3 separate regions of the Mus musculus genome follow, and all the other regions are linked to region 1. The links are chromatin contacts, called in public HiChIP or PLAC-seq and promoter capture Hi-C maps. All regions are on one chromosome and are shown on one strand. The core of a region is the stretch at or near the end of the contact, and the rest is flanking DNA. Distances in the headings are between cores, read along the strand shown. Region 1 holds the start of Med12l (mediator complex subunit 12-like). Region 2 holds the start of F630111L10Rik (RIKEN cDNA F630111L10 gene). Region 3 overlaps 4930593A02Rik (RIKEN cDNA 4930593A02 gene).

Region 1 (2,772 bases), core at 38-2,537:
CCTGCAGCCAGCTGGGGCGCAGGGCCCGTGGAATGCGCGCTCTGCGGCTGCGAAAACCCGGAGAGGCAGATGGGAGCGCTCGAGGCGCTCGCAGCCAACTCCTCCGCGGTCCGGCCGCCAAGCTGGGCATGCTCAGTGCGGCCGCCGCGCCGCCGTCCGCCAACTCGGGAGCTCGCGCTCCCGGGCCGTGGGGGCGAGAACGCTGGCGACAGCGAGCGACGCCCCCAGGCAGCCGCAAACTTCGCGGCGTCCGCAGTCTGGCGAGCCAGACACCTCGCAACGTCAAATCCAATTCCCCAACCCTAACGGAGCGATGGAGGCTGCGGCCGCCAGGGCGTCCCGGCTGCCCGCCCCTGCCTAGCCGCTAGCTAGGGACCAACAGGTAAACTGTTGGGGGTGGGGATCAGGGCGCGCGACGTCTAGGGGTGGCCCGGGGAGCCCAGTCGCCCGTGCTCCCGATGTGTCCGTCGGTGCTCGCGGCCACCTCTGCTCACCCCCTCCCCAGCCCCGGGAGGGCCAGCAAAGGGTTAAGTCGGCCCCGCGCCACAGCGAGCGCGGCCCCCTCCAGCCGCCGCGGCCGCTGCAGCCGGCAGCCAGCAAAGCGCCCCGGCGCCGCCGAGGGGACCCGCGCAGCTCGTGCACTGGCTGAACCCGGAGGCACCGGCCTCGCTCGGCGTCCGCATCCTCGCCTCTCGCGGCCTCTCTCCCTCCGCGTCCGCGGTTCCGTGCCCGGGCGGCGGGTCCTCCGAGTGCAAAGCTGCGAGCGCCGGGCATGGCGAGCCAGGAAGTGGGCGCGGGCCGCTGCGCAGCACCTCGCGTGCCCGAGGACGCCTAGCTCTCGGCGGGCACCGAGCCTCCCGCCTAGGCGCCAAGAAAAGTTTTTTCCCCCTTTATGCCCCTCCCCCACCCCAGCCTGGGCCCCTCTGGGTGGGTTTGGGTTCATTGGTGAAGAAAGTCACACGTTCCCATCATCTGCTCCTCCCCCTGGGGACCGAGTGGGGGTGGCGGGAGGCCGTGGCCGCGGCGGACCCTGGCCGACCTCCAGCCCGGGCGCCGCCGCCGCCGCCCGCGGAGCAGGCGTCCCGGGGCTCGGCGCAGCGGGGTGCCCACGAAGGCGGCCCCCCTGAGCGCGTCTGCGCGCGGGCAGCGGCCGTCTCCAACCTGCTTTTTCTCCTGCCTGCAGCGCCACGGCGAGCCAGAGTGGAGGGAAGAGGGAGTCTGTCTGCAAAGTGCTGCTCCCTGGTGCTCAGAGGCGGCTGCTCCAGCTCCAGCTCCAACTCTCATTCATTTCGCCGGTTAACATGAGAGATCATGGCCGCCTTCGGGCTTCTCAGCTATGAGCAGAGACCGCTGAAGCGCCCGCGGCTCGGGCCGCCCGACGTCTACCCGCAGGACCCTAAGCAGAAGGAGGTAAGGGCGCCGGCGGCCTCCGCGGTTGTGCGGCGCTCCGCAGCGCTGACCCGGGGCCAAGCTGGCCCGGCGGGCGTCCCCGGCGCTGCGGGGGAAGGGCTGGGGAGGGGATCGGAGGCGGGGCCCGGGTTAGGGTATCAGGGACCCTGAGCTACTGAGACCCGGAGCCTGCCAACCCCCGCGCTCCGCTGGGCGATCGCTCTGCGGGGGGCTGGGTCGCTTCCCGGTTGTCGGGCCTTGCACTGCGCCGCTGGGCGCTTTACCGCTTCTACCTCGCTAGCATCTTCTTGCTCGCTTTCCTCCGTTTTTGCTTGTTTTATTGTTTTTTACTCCGTCGCTTCGATAAATCCTCGTAAACTTTTTGACAAATGCTGGAATGCAGTACATCGGACACTGTGGTCTTGCGTTTTGCGCCAGCGGTATGGGTACGGATGGGGGAGGGACCCTTATCACATCCTCCACTTTGGAATGGAAGTCGTTTTTTAGCGAGGTGATCATATATTTGGCTCGGTGAATGTACCTCTGTATCTCTCGCCTTTAAAAAAAATTTAAGAAAACAATATTGAAGAGAAACACCGAATTTTGTTTCTAGAGAGACAAATTGGCTTTCCCGGAGGCTGTTTTGTATGTGTAAAAGCAGACAAGTTATCTTAGAAAGGAATAGCTTCCAGATTACTTATTTTCTTTGAATGAAATTAAATGGAGAAACCTTGGCTGTTGCACATACAGTAGCTTCAGTGGTTATTGTAAGCTATGTAGGTATGTGTCAGGAGTTAAAAAGTAATTATGTAACAACTCTCCAGCCATAATAATGATCGCCCTTGGCTATACAATTTGCCCAGAGACTTGCCTATCTTCTCTTTTTTGGTTCCCCTGCTCCCCAGCTGTCCTTTGAGACTTTGCCAGCTACAGCCCACCCATCTTCTCTTTTCTATAGTTAAGCATGAAACTGCCATGTATTCTAGTCTTCCCGTGAGCCTGGAAAGTCTATAAAAGTTTGCGTGTCCCCTGATTTCACAAGAGGACTTTGCAAGTCAGAGTTCTTTCAGGCTTCTATTTTGATAAATGTATCCGTCTCTTTAGTAGAGGCTCAGCCCAGACTGGCTAATAATGTGTCTGAGAAATCATCACGAGCAATTCCTTTTGGCCTTCTCCCATTGAGTTTGAGGGTCAGGGAAGTCGATTGAAGATGGCTGGGAAGTTTACAGGTGGGCAGCATGTGCTTATGCAGCTCCTAAGGTCTGGAAAGAAGAGAGACTCTAAAGACCAAGTGTAAAGAAAGGTGATTTTAAAAGTTTTGGCAGGGATAGGGACATTCGTTTCTTAACTTTTCTCATCTTATAATTAGTGCCTCACTAGGTC
Region 2 (3,080 bases), core at 564-3,063, 150 kb after region 1:
CGGCATGAGGTTTAGGGAGCTTGGTGGATCAGGTACTCAGGATGTTACTTAGTACCTAGTACTTAGTACCTTGTGGTACTAACATTAACTATTTGTCCCTTTTTACGACTACTTTGAGAGATGTTTCTCCTTACTACTGTGTCCTCGCTATGATGATAATTTTTTTGAAAGTTGTCAGTGATAATTTAGTGAAAAAAACAAAACATCCTAAAAATACATGACTAAGGGTGGATGGAGGAGCGTGGGAGGGCGTGGTGACCCGTGGATAACTGGTAGATTATGAGGCAGAACAGGAAGCAAGTGAAGCCATCGCAGGGTAAAGCAGATTGAAATCGTTTGTCTGTGGGCACCAGCGGCAGGGCCGGCCTCATAGCATGCAGGGGATTTAGATCCTGATAGGGTCAGCTCTGTTGCCTTCAGGTAGCCGCTCAGGGCTTCGGGTCCTGCTTCCTCCTCTTGCTGCTGCTACAGGGCAGCAAATGGTAGCTCACTTCCCACAGGCTGCCCGATTCCCCTGACTGAAGCTCTGAGCAGCTTGGTGTTTCCTCTCTTCTTCTTTGGGTTTAACAGGTATAACCATGTGTGCTATATGTACATCTACACATGTGAAACTGTACACGTGTGCTTGTATGTATTTATAAGTTTTATTAAAGTATAAGGTTTTATGTGTTTATAGAACTTAAAATGTTACTTTGATATTTCAAGTTAGGATTTAGATGATTTAGTCTTGAAATGTATTTTTGATTTTGTATATTTAAAAAAAGATAAACGTGTAAGTTGTTTTTTTTTACTCTTATTTCCTCCATAGGATTAAATTTCCTAAAACAAAACAAGCAAAAACCAACCAACCAACCAACCAACCAAAAAAAAGAAAAAAAAAAAAAAACCTTCCAAAAACTCAGCAGTAAACAAAACAATCTAGGTGGCTTGCATGGGCTCACTGAGTGCACTGACACTAGATCCATGCTCCGCCCTACGTGTTGAATTGAAACTAGTTCAAGCATTTTAAGGAGTTTAACTGATTATTTATAAACTAAGTTTCTAATGAATGTAAATTTTTGCTATGTATAGGATATGAAGATATATGGTTTTTAAGCTTCCTTAAGAATAAATACAAATTTTATTAGATGCAATTAGGATTAACTTTCCCAGCAAGACCAAGCTAAAAGCTCCTCTCTGTGTAACTATGCGTTCAAACAGACACAGTTTTGTTATATGTGTATGTGTGCAGTGGCAGAAAAGGAGAAACTATTCGTACGTAATGAGAAATTTTGAAAGAAGAAATACGGCAGTGAACTTACTTTTGAGAACCATCTCTGTGTCCTTTCACACGGTAGAAATGTCCAAGATGGACACTTGTGAAAGTTTCTTTTGAATTACTACAGACACGTTAAACCCAGCTGGGAGCCCCAAATAATCAATTAGAGCACTTAAGGTTTGGACCCCCAAATTGCCATCGACAAATACTTAACGTGCCAAACAATTGCCATTTTTAAACACAAACTGACTCTACTGGTAAAACATGAAGATTGCCCAGTGTAACCCAGTTCAGACCTAACCCTTCCATCCACACACCCAGGTTATTTCATGAAGAATCTCCTTACCTGCTTATGGCTCCTGTAGTGCACGTCAGACTACACTCATGTTGGAATATGTCTCAGTGTAGGTTCCAGAGGACACTTAAGCCGAGTTCTTCCTCATCTTCAAGAAGAGAAGAAAAATCAGGAACTTGACAGAAGCCACGAGATAATGGGTTGGCTGGGCACTGCATCTGAGCAGTTAGAATGCAGTCAAGGCTAGAAAGTGGAAGCAGGGCATGGCTAGATGTTTTGATCTGCGTGAGTGTCAGGCTGTCCTCCGCTGGTTCCCTCCATGAGTCATACAAACAGCAGCCTGACCAAATCTCCCTGCCCTCCCCCACATCATCTTTTTCTTCTCCCTACTTTTTCCTTTGCTTCCTTATCACTCACAGGGATTTTCCTCTGTAAACCTCACCATTGACAGTTCAATGCAGTAAGCAATGGGGAACAAGAAGAGCCACACACTTTCCTAAGAGGAGATTATTAGTGATAGAGAACAGCAGGTTCAGGAGTGTGGCGGTATTAGAGCTACCTAGGAATTTGAGTTAGCACTTGGGTAGTGAATTTTGGCATAAGGGCTGTTGTTGGTCTCTTTTTTCCACATTTAAAAAAAATATTTAATTATTGCTGGCAAGTAGCTCATAAGTATAGATGAACACATCACTTGTTAAAATTTTGGTAAGTTTGTATTGTTCATGCTATAACTCATATTTTAAGTTCATTCCAGCTTCTGTAGTGATAGTTTTTAAAGTTCTATATCCTTCCCACTGCACTGCATACAGCAGCCTTTGTGTTCATGGCAGGACTGATTCCTGAACTCCCTTGGCGTGATAACAAAATCCGCAGCTGCTCTCGTCATCTGGAGATTTACACTTATAGGAAGTCATTTATAAAAAGTGATATATTCGCATTTAACCTATACTTATTCTTCCATAAGTGCCTTAAATCATCTCTAGATTTCTCATAATACTTAACATAAATGTATAATGATATAACAATACATGGTATAGAACATATGGAAATGACTCAAAGGTAACTAATACTGTTCTAAAAAGTTCTTTGTGGAGTTCTTGTATTTCCATCCTTTTCCTTTGACCACCCCCCTCTTCCATTCATGCTGAGTGAAGGGAGCAGGAAAAAGAAACCCCAACAGTGGATGGGGCTCCAAGAGAGAGATAACCAAAGGCTCCTACATTTCCTATGTGCTCACTCAGGTTCTGTTGCCTAAATTAAGCTCTAAGAGCTTATGTTTACAATTGATTTTTGCCTTAACATTTTAACCTAGGCGTTTACAGTTACGTCACCTGCACAGAAAGCACTGTTTCGATTCACTGTACTTACTAAGCAGTAGGCAGTGTTCTGGACACTGAGAATGGAAAAGCAACCAGGACACACATATTTTTTTCCTTAAGAAGTATAGATTTTTATTTTGTGTATCATGTGCAAGCCTAATCACTACACATCTTATGACTTGGGCATTTGTGACCAGAGCTAGTTGAG
Region 3 (2,832 bases), core at 223-2,722, 220 kb before region 1:
ATTCTATTGCATGGGTTTATTGTATTTTAAAAATGCATTTAGTGTGTGTGTATGTCTGTGTGTGTGTAACTTGCTCACCTTTACCTAGATAATTATACTTGATAATCCGATTGAAAATACCACTCTCATAGCACCACCTTGTGGACAGCACTGAAAACACTTTCTTCGTCGTTCAGTTACCGAAGGAAAGAAAATGACACAAAGTTTTGTGGAAGTTTAGCATATACCATCCACCCCAAGTCCTTTTTTGGAAAGATATATGAGATGAATATTTTAAATATGATTAAACTGTAGAGATGAGGGTATGTCTCAGTTGGCAGAGTGCTCGCTTAGCATCCATGAAACACCGGGTCAAATCTCCAACTCTATAAACCAGGCTTGGTGGTACTTGTCTGTAATCCCCACAGTCAGGAGGCAAAGGCACGAGGAGCAGAACCTCAAGGCCAGCCTCAGCTACAGAGAGTTCAAGGCCAGCCTGGATGGGATCCATAAGACCCTATGCCTCATAAATAAGTAAGTTACTAAAGTAATTGGAACTCGATAATCTGAAAATAATGGGTTGAATCTAAACCTGGTCCTCTCTGATTTTTAACACAATCACTTACTAAAACTACCTGTTATTTAGATTGTGTCTGGTGACCACTAATGGTGCCTTAGGGATGTGCGACAGGATGCATTTCTGCAATCTGTTTTTTCATTTATTCTCCTGAAGTCGGGCTTTTTTTTTTCCCTTGAGTGGTAGGGATGGAATGCGATGTGAGACAAATGTTCCACCACTGACCCACACCCCGGATGGACACACAGACTAGTAGCAAGCCAGATGGAAACACCTAGAAGTGTACCACTGCTGCACTTGGGCTTTTCTGACCTCCTCTAGGGTCTGGGCTGTTTGTTTCCACCGTGACTTCTCTTTCACTAGTGCTTGTGTTCTGCTGCTCAGACTGACTCCTGTGGGTTTTTGGGAAGCCTTTCCCCCCACGTAAAATCAGCCTCCCCTTTCTCCTCTCTAAGTTCCTTTTTTCTCTCCTCCTCCTCTCTCCCTCTCTCTCCTCGCTCTCTTTTTCTCTCCCTTGTCTTTCCCTCTCTCCCTTTCCTCTTTCCCAAAGAATGTCAGACCAGAATATTTACAAATGTAAACTTAAACAATTACCATGCTGGAAATGCCTATATTTTATATAAGGTCTGTTTGTCCTCTGAGAGGTCCCTTAGAGGTCTTACATCATGCAAGTTCCTTTGATTTTTATCATGTCCCTCAGCATTGGTTCAGGCCCTGTGAAGTCCAAACTAACTCTAGCCAGTGGGAAGAGAGTCTCCCTCTCCCCTCTGCTCTCTACATACCTACCTTTTCCTCCCTCTTTTTAGCGAGGGAACAAAGTCAGTCTCCGGTAACTGCCCTCAATCTGCTCATATCATCCTCAGCCACACAGTCCTGACAACCATCCAGCTAGTCTCTGCACGCACTCTGGGCTCTTGCCAGTCTGTTTTCACACCAAGGCATTTGTTCAAAATGCAAATCCTGCCAGGCCTATTAAAATCCTTCTAGATCCTCGCGCCCCCTAGTGTAGAATGCCATGTGGTGCCTTGCCTGCCAGTCCAGCTGTTTCTCACCCTCTCTGCACCTTGTTCTCTGCACATCGGTCCTGTTGGCTTCTCCTTTGTTCTGGCAAACCCTCCACAGAGCGTCATACCCACTCGTTCGTCATCCAGCTCGTCACCCAGTTACCTCTGCTCAGCCTAAGCTGACTTCTTAGGAGATGCCTTATCCCAGTTTTTAAAATAAGATTGGCATACCACACTCCCTCCCTTCTAAACACTAACCTCAGTTTTCAGTTTCGAATCAGTGTGGTGGGTTTTCGACTCATGCCATCGTTTCAGGAAAGCATAAACCCCACGAGACGTAGGAGGCGGCTGGTACACGGAAGGAAATGGCCCCTATAGATCCATATTATACACTTGACCCCCAGTTGGGGGCGCTATTTGGGGGAGGTTCTGGAAACTGGGAAATTGCATCAAGGTGGAGGAAGATCACTGACCATGTATCCTTGAAGCTGTGTACTTCCCTGACCCCTTCTAATATCCTGTCCATCTTGATATGAACTTCTCTGTTCGGCTTTAGCTTCCTTACCGTGCTGGAAACCTATGAGACAATGAGCAAAAAAAAAAAAAAAAAAAAAAAAAAAAAAAAAAAAAAAAAAAGAATTCCTTAAGCTGTTTTCAGATATTTTGGTCAAAAATGACACGGAGACTAGAAAAATTGAATGAATGAATGAATGAATGAATGGTAATGTCTCATAGTAATTATGACAGTTGATAATATATACTTATTGTTTCTTATTTATGTTCAAGGTAAGGTTAGGTCCAGGTGTGACTAAAAGTTCTATGATCTGGACAGGGCAATGCAAGTCTCATCCAGTTGCTTTGGGCTGTTTCTGAAAGATGAGGAACCCCACACCTGCCTGCCCCTTGCCTAGTACTATCTGGTCTAGTGACATCAGTAAGCTTAAACTTAAAGAATTGTTTCCATGTTTCTCCTCTGATAGTGTACTATTATTCTGAGTGACATACTAGTCTAGGTTTGTCTTAGGGTTTATAGAGCTGTGATAAAACATCATGACCAAAAGCAACCTGAGGATGAAAGGGTTTATTTTAATTCACAGCTTGAAATCTATCATCAAGAAGTCCAAGCAGTAACTGGAGCAGCAGCCTGGAAGGAAGCAGGAGCCCATGCAGAGGCTACGGAGGAGTGATGCGTACTGGCTTGCTCCCCATGGCTTGTTCAGCCAGCTTTCAAATAGCACTCAGGACTACCTGTCCAGGGACTGCACCACCCAC

What was found. HiChIP or PLAC-seq counts read pairs in DNA pulled down with a chosen protein or histone mark. Capture Hi-C pulls out chosen DNA fragments and counts their contacts.
Region 2: a contact with region 1 is called in a promoter capture Hi-C map of pancreatic islet. The contact joins the promoter of F630111L10Rik here to the promoter of Med12l in region 1.
Region 3: a contact with region 1 is called in an H3K4me3 HiChIP or PLAC-seq map of forebrain, with 4 times the contacts expected there. The contact joins the enhancer-like site here to the promoter of Med12l in region 1. A contact is called at or near these places in 2 of 39 promoter capture datasets (embryonic stem cells and hippocampal neurons), 6 of 484 Hi-C or Micro-C datasets (cerebral cortex, cortical neurons, embryonic fibroblasts and 2 more), 7 of 115 datasets of contacts at active chromatin or transcription factors (embryonic forebrain, embryonic stem cells, fetal liver and 2 more) and 2 of 9 other capture datasets (adipose tissue and pancreatic islet).

What each region holds. Positions count from the first base shown.
Region 1 is chr3:59,005,691-59,008,462 of GRCm38.p6, forward strand. It overlaps Med12l (mediator complex subunit 12-like), which reads left to right and starts at 1,288. Exons shown (of 44, transcript NM_177855.3): 1 at 1,288-1,410. The coding sequence starts at 1,312.
Region 2 is chr3:59,151,815-59,154,894 of GRCm38.p6, forward strand. F630111L10Rik (RIKEN cDNA F630111L10 gene) reads right to left here and starts at 1,814. Exons shown (of 1, transcript NR_045641.1): 1 at 1-1,814. The region is part of intron 15 of Med12l (mediator complex subunit 12-like); the gene reads left to right. It also overlaps a transcript of P2ry14 not described here.
Region 3 is chr3:58,784,514-58,787,345 of GRCm38.p6, forward strand. The region is part of intron 8 of 4930593A02Rik (RIKEN cDNA 4930593A02 gene); the gene reads left to right. Among named protein-coding and RNA genes, the nearest start is that of Gm40059, 39 kb to the right of the region's middle. Within about 2 kb of position 1,473, at least 30 of the 459 cell types and tissues checked have an H3K27ac peak or open chromatin away from gene starts, as enhancers often do. A contact at or near this core is called in cerebral cortex, cortical neurons and forebrain, where this site is marked.